2 separate regions of the Mus musculus genome follow, and region 1 is linked to region 2. A link is a contact called in public HiChIP or PLAC-seq data. All regions are on one chromosome and are shown on one strand. Each heading gives the region's core, a stretch centred on a gene start, on an enhancer-like site or on the middle of the called end of the contact. The rest is flanking DNA. Distances are from core to core; before and after follow the strand shown. Region 1 overlaps Prag1 (PEAK1 related kinase activating pseudokinase 1). Region 2 has its middle 91 kb from the start of Trmt9b.

Evidence for each region. HiChIP or PLAC-seq counts read pairs in DNA pulled down with a chosen protein or histone mark.
Region 1: a contact with region 2 is called in an H3K27ac HiChIP or PLAC-seq map of embryonic stem cells, with 6 read pairs. The contact joins two enhancer-like sites. A contact is called at or near these places in 3 of 484 Hi-C or Micro-C datasets (LSK cells and embryonic stem cells) and 3 of 115 datasets of contacts at active chromatin or transcription factors (embryonic stem cells and microglia).

Annotation. Positions count from the first base shown.
Region 1 is chr8:36,147,091-36,152,402 of GRCm38.p6, reverse strand. Prag1 (PEAK1 related kinase activating pseudokinase 1) reads right to left here. Exons shown (of 6, transcript NM_172911.3): 6 at 4,616-5,312. The coding sequence ends at 4,986. Among named protein-coding and RNA genes, the nearest start is that of Gm38414, 6.3 kb to the left of the region's middle. Within about 2 kb of position 4,037, at least 21 of the 459 cell types and tissues checked have an H3K27ac peak or open chromatin away from gene starts, as enhancers often do. A contact at or near this core is called in embryonic stem cells, where this site is marked.
Region 2 is chr8:36,546,209-36,551,628 of GRCm38.p6, reverse strand. No RefSeq gene overlaps it. Among named protein-coding and RNA genes, the nearest start is that of Trmt9b, 91 kb to the right of the region's middle. Within about 2 kb of position 2,413, at least 126 of the 459 cell types and tissues checked have an H3K27ac peak or open chromatin away from gene starts, as enhancers often do. A contact at or near this core is called in embryonic stem cells, where this site is marked.

The DNA.
Region 1 (5,312 bases), core at 2,788-5,287, 400 kb after region 2:
TACTATGCTAAAACTAATTCCACTACTGCACCAGTGGGCATACTTGCCAGACCAGTGGCCAGATTGTGGCTTGCAGGGTTTCCAGCTGGCTAAGACTTGCCTTGGCTTTCCTTCCCTTATTTCATCCACAGCATCTTCAGGCACCTTGAAAGCTAGCCAGTAGTAATGAAGTTCGCACTTGATTTCTCCACCGTGCCCTTCCCCCAGCCTTGAGTAGGCTAAACAAATCCCCAATGGTTTTACAACCTGGCTGGAGTCGGGCTCTGGCCTGGATGCCTTTGCAATTCCCTACCTTCCCTACCAGAGCCTTCGAGGAGTTGACCACCTGCTGAGTTTGCTTTGCAACTCAACCCAGCTGAAACAAAGGATGGGTCTGTAAGTTTTGCCTATATAAACACAGAGCTGAAAATTAAACTTGAAACCCTTTGTCTTGGCTTCATCCTTCTCTCTCCCAGCCCATCCTTTTTCATTTCCAGACACCCTTTCAGGTGTACCCAGTTCCTCCATGGCTGCTGGACAGCTACAGGTGTTTTACAAAGCAAGTTTGGGATGGTTTCAGTAATAGGGTCTTACTGTGCAATTCTGGGAGATAGCCAAGACCAACGTAACAGCCTGTATTGTTTGGAGGTATTTGAGACCCGACTGTCCAACAACTCAAAAAGAGGTAGGCCGGTCCTGGCACTGGGCTTTGTGTTTGCTAGAACATAGTGTCTAAATGGTGAGGGATAACTACCACAAAGGCGTTTGAAAAGGCTACATGGAAACCTACTACTGTAAAAGCTTCCTGACATATACGTACACACACAAGCATATATAAGAACAAGAATGATGTTACTCTATCATGAGGACGGATTCTCCAATATGCCCAGCTTTTTATGTTTATTTTTTTTTTTAGTATGGATTCTGAGACTTAAACTCAAATCCTCATGCATCTGTGACAAGCACTTTCCCAACTGACTGACTGATGTCCATGATCAGCTGTGGGATCAATTCCATTCACATTGTGTGTGTGTGTGTGTATACACATATATGATATCACATCACTATTAAAAGCAGCAAGTAAATTAACATTAAAAGCTACAACTTTAGTGAGATCTATCAGATTTATCTTTACATTTTGAAAGATTTTTAGATGTCAGCAGAGTGAGGACAGCCTGGCGAGCTCACTGACTATCTTGTGTGTGTGTGTGTGTGTGTGTGTGTGTTTTGGTGCGTGGAACTGGGGTGTAATCACACCTGTGGGCTTATGTGTGGTGGCTAGTGGGTGACATTTGGTGTCTTCATCTAAGGCTCAGTGTGTCACAAAATCTGGAGCTTGCCAGTTCAGCTAGATTGGCTGGCAAGCAGGTCGTTGGGTGTTGGCTTTCTTCCCCCACCAAGCACTGGCATTACAAATGTGCGCTGGCCTGCCTGGCTTTTACCTGGTTGGTAGAGATCCAAATTCAGGTCTTTACATTTTCAGGGCAAGTACTTTGTCTACTGAGCCATCTCCCCAGAGTCCTATTGGCAGCGTGGCTAAAGCACAGATTTCAGAGAAGTCATTAAAGTAACAAGTATCTTCCCTCTTCCAAATTTTCACAATATTTTGTGCGCATGTGTACATCACACGGGTTTTCTCCAAGCCTTGGCTCTTAAAAAAAAAAAAAACAGTAAGTGTTATATAAAGTGGTAGCTGTAGCTCTGCAGAGCCTGGGACATCTGAAGCTGAGCCATGTGTTATGGTAAACAAACAACCCTGAAGTGCCTGTCTTGCTTTTGGCAAGAGTGTTCAGGATTCAGCTGTAAGGCGTTGGAACTCCCACAGAAAGAATTTGGGCAAAGAATAAAAATTCCACTTCTCAGCACGAAACTAGGAAAGGCCCATTAATGGCAGAAACAAAATTACGTATGTGCAAAGGATATGGGGGTGACCTGACTCAAAACTGGAGAAGGAAAATGAGTTTAAATACCAGTAGCTAGTTTTAAAGCCAAGAGGAAAGAGGGATGCATGCTCACAGTAGAAGTGTTTTTAAAAAACGGGGGCTTTGCAGTATTATTATTATTATTTTTAAACTGGGGTGAGTGAGCCAAGAGCCAACAGCCTCTTGCAGCAAGCTGCACCCTCAGCCACAGAAGATGCGTTGGCCTAGACACTCTCTAAGTTGACAGTACTCTTCTTACGAGTTTCTGACCTACAGCCTTACAACACAAAACTGTTGTTTCTGGTATATTTAGAGCAGGAGCTACCTGGTAGACCAAACAGCATACCCAGGTGAAGTCTGACTTAACACTTTTTATGGACCCTCTGAATGTAGCCTGGCAGAAGTTATTTGCCAAACTGTTATTGGCAGCTGTATGTCAAAATTACTCCAGAGACCTGCCCCTTGCTGGGAAGGAGTTTAAACCGCACACACTTAGATTTTGTCAAAGACGAGGCTGGAGAGATGGCTCAGCAGTTAAGAGTACTGACTGCTCTTCCAGAGGTCGTGAGTTCAATTCCCAGCAACCACATGGTGGCTCACAACCATCTGTAATGGGATCTGACACCCTCTTCTAGTGTGTCTGAAGACAGCTACAGTGTACTCATATAAATAAAATAAATAAATCTTAAAAACAATTAAAAAAAGAAATTGCCCTATTTTAGAAAAAAAAAAACCCACCTTTTCTTTCTTTCCTTTCCAAAACAGCTACTAGGATATTGTTCAATGTCTTCAAACAAAGGCTCCTTGACAAATTCCCTTTGGACCCCAAAGCAAAGCAAAGGTTCGTTCTCCCTGGTGAATAGTTCCTCAAAAATGGAGAAAGAATTCTGCCATCAGGCACTTTCTACTTGTAGGCGGGGTTGGTGAGCAGTCCAAAAGTAAGTTTAATTGGTCTCACTCCTCCCAGCTAGGATTCATTGTTGTTGGTTCCTTCTTCACACCCTCTTTTGTTTTTCCTTCCTTTGGCTACCAACATCATTCTCACAAATTCGACTTGTCCTCCACCCCCCTCCCCAGGTGGGTGCCATATTAAAAAGGCACAATTAACCCAGAGATTACACATATGCCTCCAGAGACCTGTGTGCTTTCAGTTCACTCTGCGGTCTCCTGGCAGAAAGCTCTTTTCTTTCTTCTCCATTGTTTATTTATTTTGAGAGAGAAAGGACAAGAAAAGCAAGATACAGAATCAAGGGCAGAGGTTTTATCTGAAAAAAAAATTTCCCAGCATCGAACAAATACAACTGCACCAATTTAGATAGATTCTACAGAGAATCGTGATTTCTGCACCCAAAGTTCTGACACCTTCTGTGGACAGAGGGAGAGCTGGTTTGAGTCAGTGTCTTTTCTCAAGTGGCAAATGACATTGCAAACAGGTCCCCGGGGCTACCTTCCTCACTGGTGGAGGAAGAATGGGTGTGCTCACATGGTGTCAGAGGTCATGGGGGTGTGCAAAGGGAGTGAAGTCAATGGGCAGAAAGGGACACTTTTGTTTGGTGGCTAACCACACCCCAAGTCCTCAGTGACACCTATTAAGATCTTTGTGTGTATTTAAAAAGAATTCATAGCCATTAACAAGAAATGAGAAACTAATGGGTTCGGTAGCTGAAAAGTTATTTTCAGATAGAGATACAAGGGCCTTGGACATACTTCTCTTTGAATGAGTCATCTCTGGGTGTATATATGGAAAGATCTATCACTTCTTAATTCTCTTCTTTCTCTCCCCTTTAGCATGACAATAAATATTAGCTTCAGTAGAAAGCAGGTACTGATATATGTTAAATGAATTTGATGGGTTTTGTTTTGTTTTTGAAGACAGGGTTTCACTGGGTAGCCCTGGCTGACCTGGAACTTGCTATGTAGACTAGGCTGGTCTTGAACTCACAGAGATCCACCTGCCTCAGCCTCTCAAGTGCTGGGGTTACTATGGCCAGCTGTTAAATGACTTTTTAAACCAAAGGATCCACAAGTGGATCTAAAATAGAGATCTCCTATTGACATTTAGACCACCAGTGCTCCGTCTTGCACTGGTCTTGTCTGGCAGGGAAGTGTACTCCTTGCCATTTGGCCCCGCCCCCACTTCCTTCTCTTGCCTGGACAAGTTGATGCTGCCAGAGAGCAGTGCCCAAGCTCCCTGGTTGACAGATGAGCCCAGGAACTGCAGGAAAGAAACAGATGCAACAGGAAGTTCTACTCTCCACCTCTGGCTGCAGAGGAATAATGGCGAACACCTCCTCAAGTGCTTTTGTTTGTTTTTTTCAATGGCCTACACGCTTTCCAAGAAGACAGACAGTCTTGGGGTCTTTCCTTTGAACTAGACAGGTGGATTTGATTTCCAGCCAGGTCTCTCAGGGGAACAATGGTGAGAGCTTAGGCAAACTGGAGACTAGAGCAGCAGGGTTAAACTTTAACTCCCGTCCCCCATCCCACCCAAGAATCCTAATGTGTGGGAAGAGAAGTAGAGAACATTTCCTCCTACCAACACACCCAGGCTTCAGAAAGAACTGCTCTACCGTATTCAAGTGCAAGTTCTGGGCCTGTGCCAGATCGTCCGCTCCTCTGCAGTACGTAATAGATTCTACTCAACAAAGATTCTAGTGCACTCAAGCACTTGGAGGTTAAAGGGCGTTGCTTGCGACGCAATAAAAACAAATTAATATAAGACTTTTTTCTTTATTGGAAGTTGTTTTTTTAAATAACAGTTTGACAAAAGGGCGAGGAGACTCCAAAATGGGCTAGTGAGGCAGGAGTCCGAACTTGGTTCTGTCGGGATGGAACTGCCCTCAGAACCTTGTGTGAAGCTAGACCTGTACATAATCACAGGGGTGGCGGTGGTGGAGGAATGTGGACTCTGAGAGGAGGCTGGCGTGTGTGAAATGACATCCCCAGTCTTTCATATTATATATGTATATATATAAAATATTACATCCAAGGACAACAGTCATTTGTACCATTTCCCAGGGTAATCCGGATGCAGGCAAGGCAAGGGCATGGGGCAGGCGTGGAAGGCGGTGGCGATGGAATGGCTCAGAGAAGTTGTAGGAGCTTCAGGGACTGCAAGAGGGCCCCTGGCTCTGCCGAGGCCAAGTACTGGCAGCAAAGCCAGTCCTCCAGTTCCACACCCCGCCTTCGGTCCACCGCCTTCTCAGCAAACTTCATCATCATCAGTGCTCGCTTCATGTCGATCCAGTTGTGCAGAGTGTTACACAGTACCTCCTCTGACGTGCACGGCTGCTCCACCAGCTCCCGCCGTGGCCCCCACAGCAAGCACTGCAGCACCCGCTTAGCTTCACCTATGCGGATGCGCTTGATGGGATCAGCCTCAAGCAGTAGATGGGCGAGTTGCTGCAGGCC
Region 2 (5,420 bases), core at 1,164-3,663:
CCTTGTCTAAAGAGCTAGTTCTAGAGCTATAAAAAGATATTCTGTCTCAAAAAACAACAAAGCATAAATTAGCCGGGCAGTGGTGGCACATGCCTTTAGTCCCAGCACTTGGAAGGCAGAAGCAGGCGGATTTCTGAGTTCGAGGCCAGCCTGGTCTACAGAGTAAGTTCCAGGACAGCCAGGGCTATACAGAGAAACTCTGTCTCAAAAAACCCCAGGATAGATAGATAGATAGATAGATAGATAGATAGATAGATAGATAGATAGATAGATATAGATATTTGACAAAAATATGACATAAGAAACTAACATTTTATTTTTCCTAGCACAGTGTTCAGCATTTAGAAATCCCATATTCATAATAACTTCACAGAATAAAGCTACCTTGGATAACAAGAGCTATTTGAAGATCATGCTATAGTTGCAGAGAGAAGGCACCTTACATAGCACCAAAGTGGTTGACATGGCTTGATTTAGACTGGGCCCCACTGCTGGCCAGTTCTAACTGAACCACCTCTTTACAAGAAGTCAGGTGATGGCTCAGGAGAGAGATCCACCATCTTGCATGAGTTCAGGCAGCAGGGCTTGGGGACAAGTGCTTTCTAATTGTTGGCCATTTTGTTTGAGGCGATTTTCCAGAGCCTCTTAGAGCAGTCCTGTTTCACTTAATGATCCATCTGAGAAATTCATCCTTAGGCACGGACAGGTCATGCCAGGGGAATCCTTTTTGCAGTGAAGAGATGTGAGTAACCAGATATGTGTAAGGCCAGTACTAAGACAGCACAGTATGCCATCTGACACCAGCCACCTTTGTCTTTAGAATACACTCTGAAATATGAACAGAAAAGTATAGTGCAGGCAGATGCATGGACCAGCAACACTGTTACAGTTGCCAAGCCTTCTGTGTTGTGGGTGTGTACTTCTACACAGATGGCGACACAGTAGTCTCACTTATATCAGCATCGCTCCAATTTATTGTGCTACGATGACAAGGTGGCTGGGATGTCACTAGGCTATAGGGCTCATTATACATTCTTTCCAGACCACAGCCTTATATGTGGTCCACTGCTGACCCAAACATCATCACGAGACATGTAATGATAAAACAGAAAGAACCACGACAACTAGCCAAGGCAAAATGGCTGCCAGAAGAGGTTCTGCAGGTGGGGCTGTGTGCATCAGCCTCCGCTACTCTTCTTATGCCAGGTCAGCCGTGTGACCTTCACTGCTGGGGTTCCTTTGATGAAGTCCAAACTTCAGAGAAAGTTGATGCTGACAAATTTCACCCCTCCCCAGCCTTTTGGCCATTTTTAGAGGTTGCAAATGAGCGGTGATTTAAGAAAACAGCAAGATCCACAACAAGAACAAAAGAATCAAGATTTCCTAAGACCTGTGCCTCAGGTCTGGGACTTGTAGGTCACTGGTGACAAAGAGCTTGCCTAAAGTGCACAAGGCCTGAGATTTTTATCTTCAAGGGTGGGAGTCGGAATCAAATCTCTAGCCCTGGTTCTGCTGGCTGGCTCAGGACACAGTGGAGCTGGTGAGGTCCCCACCCCCACCGCTGTGCCCCCTGCCTTATTTAGGTTCATGTCAGTCAGACAATTTTCAAGCAGGGGACAGAAACCTGCTGGTGAGAAACTTCTCAAGTGTCACTGCTTGCAAAAGACTGAAGGAAAACAGAAAAGCTCAGTTTATTATCCTGACAGGAAAAGATAATATCGCTTTGCCCTTTTGGTTTGTTTAAGGTTAGGAACGGAGCATTCCTTGAAAGTTGCCTAAAAAGAGATTCTCAAACGTTGCTTTCCTTCTCATTCAAACGTGAATCTCATTAATAAAAATCCTGGCTAATATTATATAAGAAATGATATGAATGTTCTCAGTTATAAGAGGACTAATAACTGATCCTGATGTGTTATGTGCCCTCCAAGTTATGTGTCAACCACGTGGGGATGTTCCCCTGTCACTACATCTCAGTAAACTTTGCTTGAAACACCGGACTTGAGATCACCTAAAAAAAAAATTAAAAATAGGCGACAAAATTAAATCAGCACTTTGACCCCAATAAACTCATAGCACTTAATAGACGTGACCTCACTAGCGTCTAAAATACTAGAAATCCAACAGGCACGAAACCAGATATCCTCAAATCGTAGTTCTGCTGGCTGTGTGAGGCTTGCCTAAATCATTACAGTCTAAGGATGAATTACCGAGGCTCAGAAAGAGAGGACAGAGCTGGCACGTTCTGCACGCAGGAAGGACTCTGCACGTGGATGGGCGACCTGGCCGGTCTAGCGCAGTTGGGGCCCAGGGGAGTGGGGCGTGTCTGAGCAGCCAGTCCCAGGCGGTTGAGCCGGCCCAGCTGGGAACTCGACCTAGGGTGGCCAGGGGCGTGGCGAGCCCTCAGTCACGTAGCTCCGAGCCTTCTTGCAGCGTGGCTCTGCGCTACCAAGGACTGTGGACTTCGCGAGGTCAGCAATTGATGGTGTAGGGATCATCTGGGTTTTCCTAACCACTCATTATTTGCTCACTTGCTAAAAATTGACAGAAACCATGCACCCGCACATTTATACAAGTTGCACATTTCAAAGCCGAGGGAGTGTCACAGAGGCTGCAGAGTGCTCTGGGACCTGGGATTTCAGTAGCCTTTGGCAGATAAGGAAAAGCTCTAAAAGGATGCGCCGCCCCACCCCTACCCGCAGGCGCTACGTTCTTGCCTCATAGCGTCTTACCCTTACCCTTAGCATTTTTTTTTCAGTTTCGTAATTTAAGACTTTGAAGCAAAGACCTGAAGAAGTCAATTCATTTCTGCAGCTGTGCATATGCTGGTGTCCCTTTGTGTCAATCATTTGCTCAATCGCTTCGGAGTCCCCACCTTCCCCCAAGCCCCATCAGAGCTGACTACAGAACGTAGTCTGAAGAAGGTTCGCTTGCCCTGGTCCTTGAGGGCAGCCTTGTTCACTATGGCTGAGCCTCGAGAAGGTGTGAGAACCCAAGGTTCAGTTCTGTCTATCTCTGCCATCGTGACAGCTCAGGGAACTGCCCTCCGGTGTGGTGAAAGGAAATCGCCTCTGTTTGAACTTGGGTCATTCTTTAAGGGCACAACTCTTCAAAATTTTGGCCACACAAACAGGCTTCCAAAGAGGATTATCGAAAGCAGAGCATGTTAAATCACCCATGCTGCGCTCCCCACTAGCAGCTGTGTGGGAGATTGCTCCATCCCTTCATCATTAAACATGGCGCTGGAGGGGCTCTACTTCCCGGGGCACTGTAAGAACAATAGGTGTCTGCCAGGTTAAAGCTAAGGTTACTGAGTGAGTAGTCCAAGCTTGTAATCCCAGCCGCCCTAGGATAGAAAGTTCAAGGCCAGGGAAGGGAGCGGGGAGGGGGGAAGTACCGGAAGGAGTTCAAGGTTTGTCTGGGTAAATTAGTTAAGTCCTGTCTTAAAAAGAAACTTTAGAGTTTAGTGGTGGGTGGCCCGCCCGCCTGCCTGGGTAGCATTCCTCAGGCCCTAGTTAGCAAAGGAAAGAAAAAGGTGTCCTGTGGGGAGGGAGGGGGGAGGGGTAGCTAAGGCTGGTTGCAATATTGTGCAACTCCTTTCCCAACCCCCACCTCGGAGACCCACACCCCTCAGGGTAGAAGGGCCCATCCCATGTCTGTCCTTTATTAGCTTCCACTGGTTGATTCCTCTTCCTGGTTCCCTAGGTGTCCTTAATCTCTGCTTCCTGTCACTTCCCTTAGCATCCCTTCCTTGCTGCTGCTTTTCCCTAAATACTTTGCCCGGGGTGGTTACCACAGCACTGGGGTCCAGCTATTGGTGGAGAGTAGTTTTCCACTTTGGACCTACAGCTCTTGAAAACAGGAAATGAGCTTCATTCTGTCAAGGATTAGCTGATATTTTAAGTTCTGCCTGACTCCTGGAGGCTGGGAACAGATTTGAGAAAGGATGCCGGCTACCCTCTGGAACCCAGAATGGGAAGACAGACAATAAACAAGAGAAAGTAAAAGATGCCCAAGTAGTCCATCTGGGCTGTGAGGAACAATGGGCAGAGAGAGGGGGGTAGGGGTGAGGAGTCAGGCAGCTCTCCCAGGGTCAGGGAAGGCCACACAGGGAGAACTATGCTCTGTCAGCCTGAGGGTAGTGACTGAAGGAACAGTGGGTGTTTGGAGACCTACCAGCTATGAACCTTCATTGAAAGGATTTGTTGGTGGACTGAGGTGAAGAGTAGGTCACGCCGAGGTCTGGCATGAAGAGGAGAGCTGCCCGAGTTGCACATGTCGGGTGTACGGTGGACTGTTTAAACTGTTAGGGAGACTGTGGCTCTGACACACAGCCTAGCATTCAGGGTAGCCATCCAGGATTTGGCATGAGGGCAATGCACACAATGGTGCATGGTAGGATAACGAGAGAAAGGGCTAGCTGACCAGACTCTGATCAATCAAAAGAAATACAGTAGCTTGAAAGAGAACCTCAATTACATGATTCATGAATAAGAAACAGGGAAGAAATTTTGAACCTCCCTCTCTCAACTGTATCTTTTTTTTTTTTTTTTTTTTTTTTTTTTTTTAATGAGCGTGCTCAGCTGACCAGGACTAATAAACTAGGCTTGTAATCCCGGATACTAGAAGTGCTGAGGCAGGAGGATTATGAATTTGAGGGCTGATTGGGCTACAGGGTGAGCTCAAGGCCAGCCTGAGTAACTTAATGACACTGATTATTATTGTTATTAAAGTTTAGAAGGGGCTGAAGATATCCCAGCCCTGAGTTTGGTACCCAGCACCCCAGGGGTAGAGTCCTTCTCCTCTGTGTCATCCTCCACATCTTTGCTTTCTTCCTCCTAGACATGACTGCTCAATTCCAGTGGCACATCAGTGTCACTACTTCCTGAAATGACCAGAGATCAAAGACCCTCAGCCCTGGAGATGTTCCCTGATTTGGGGGCAATTCCAGACCATTTAGTCTAATTATCTGAGGCTCCTTTTTACCCAGTTAAACGTCTATATAATACGTCTCACCTACAGGGTGAGGTGTATTTTGGAATTGTTAAATCATGTTATGGCCCCTTTTTCTTAGGTTTGGTTATTGTTCTGAATATCTTTGTTATAATCTGGGGGTAGTAATAAAGCCTTGTATTTCTAGCATTTGAGAAGCTAAAGAAGGAAGATCTGGAGTTTGAGGCCAAATTGAGCTATGTAATAAGAGTTTGTCAAAAAAAGAAAAGACAAAAAAAAACCAACAACCCACAAAACTATTTTATCTTTCCTTCTCTCTCTCTCTCTCTCTCTCTCTGTGTGTGTGTGTGTGTGTGTGTGTGTGTGCAGAGACCAGAGGTCTATGACCGCTATCTCTCTATAATTTTCTAAGTTATAGATTTCTGCAGTGTCTGTTTTGTTTTGAGACAGGCTCTCACGGAATCAGAAGC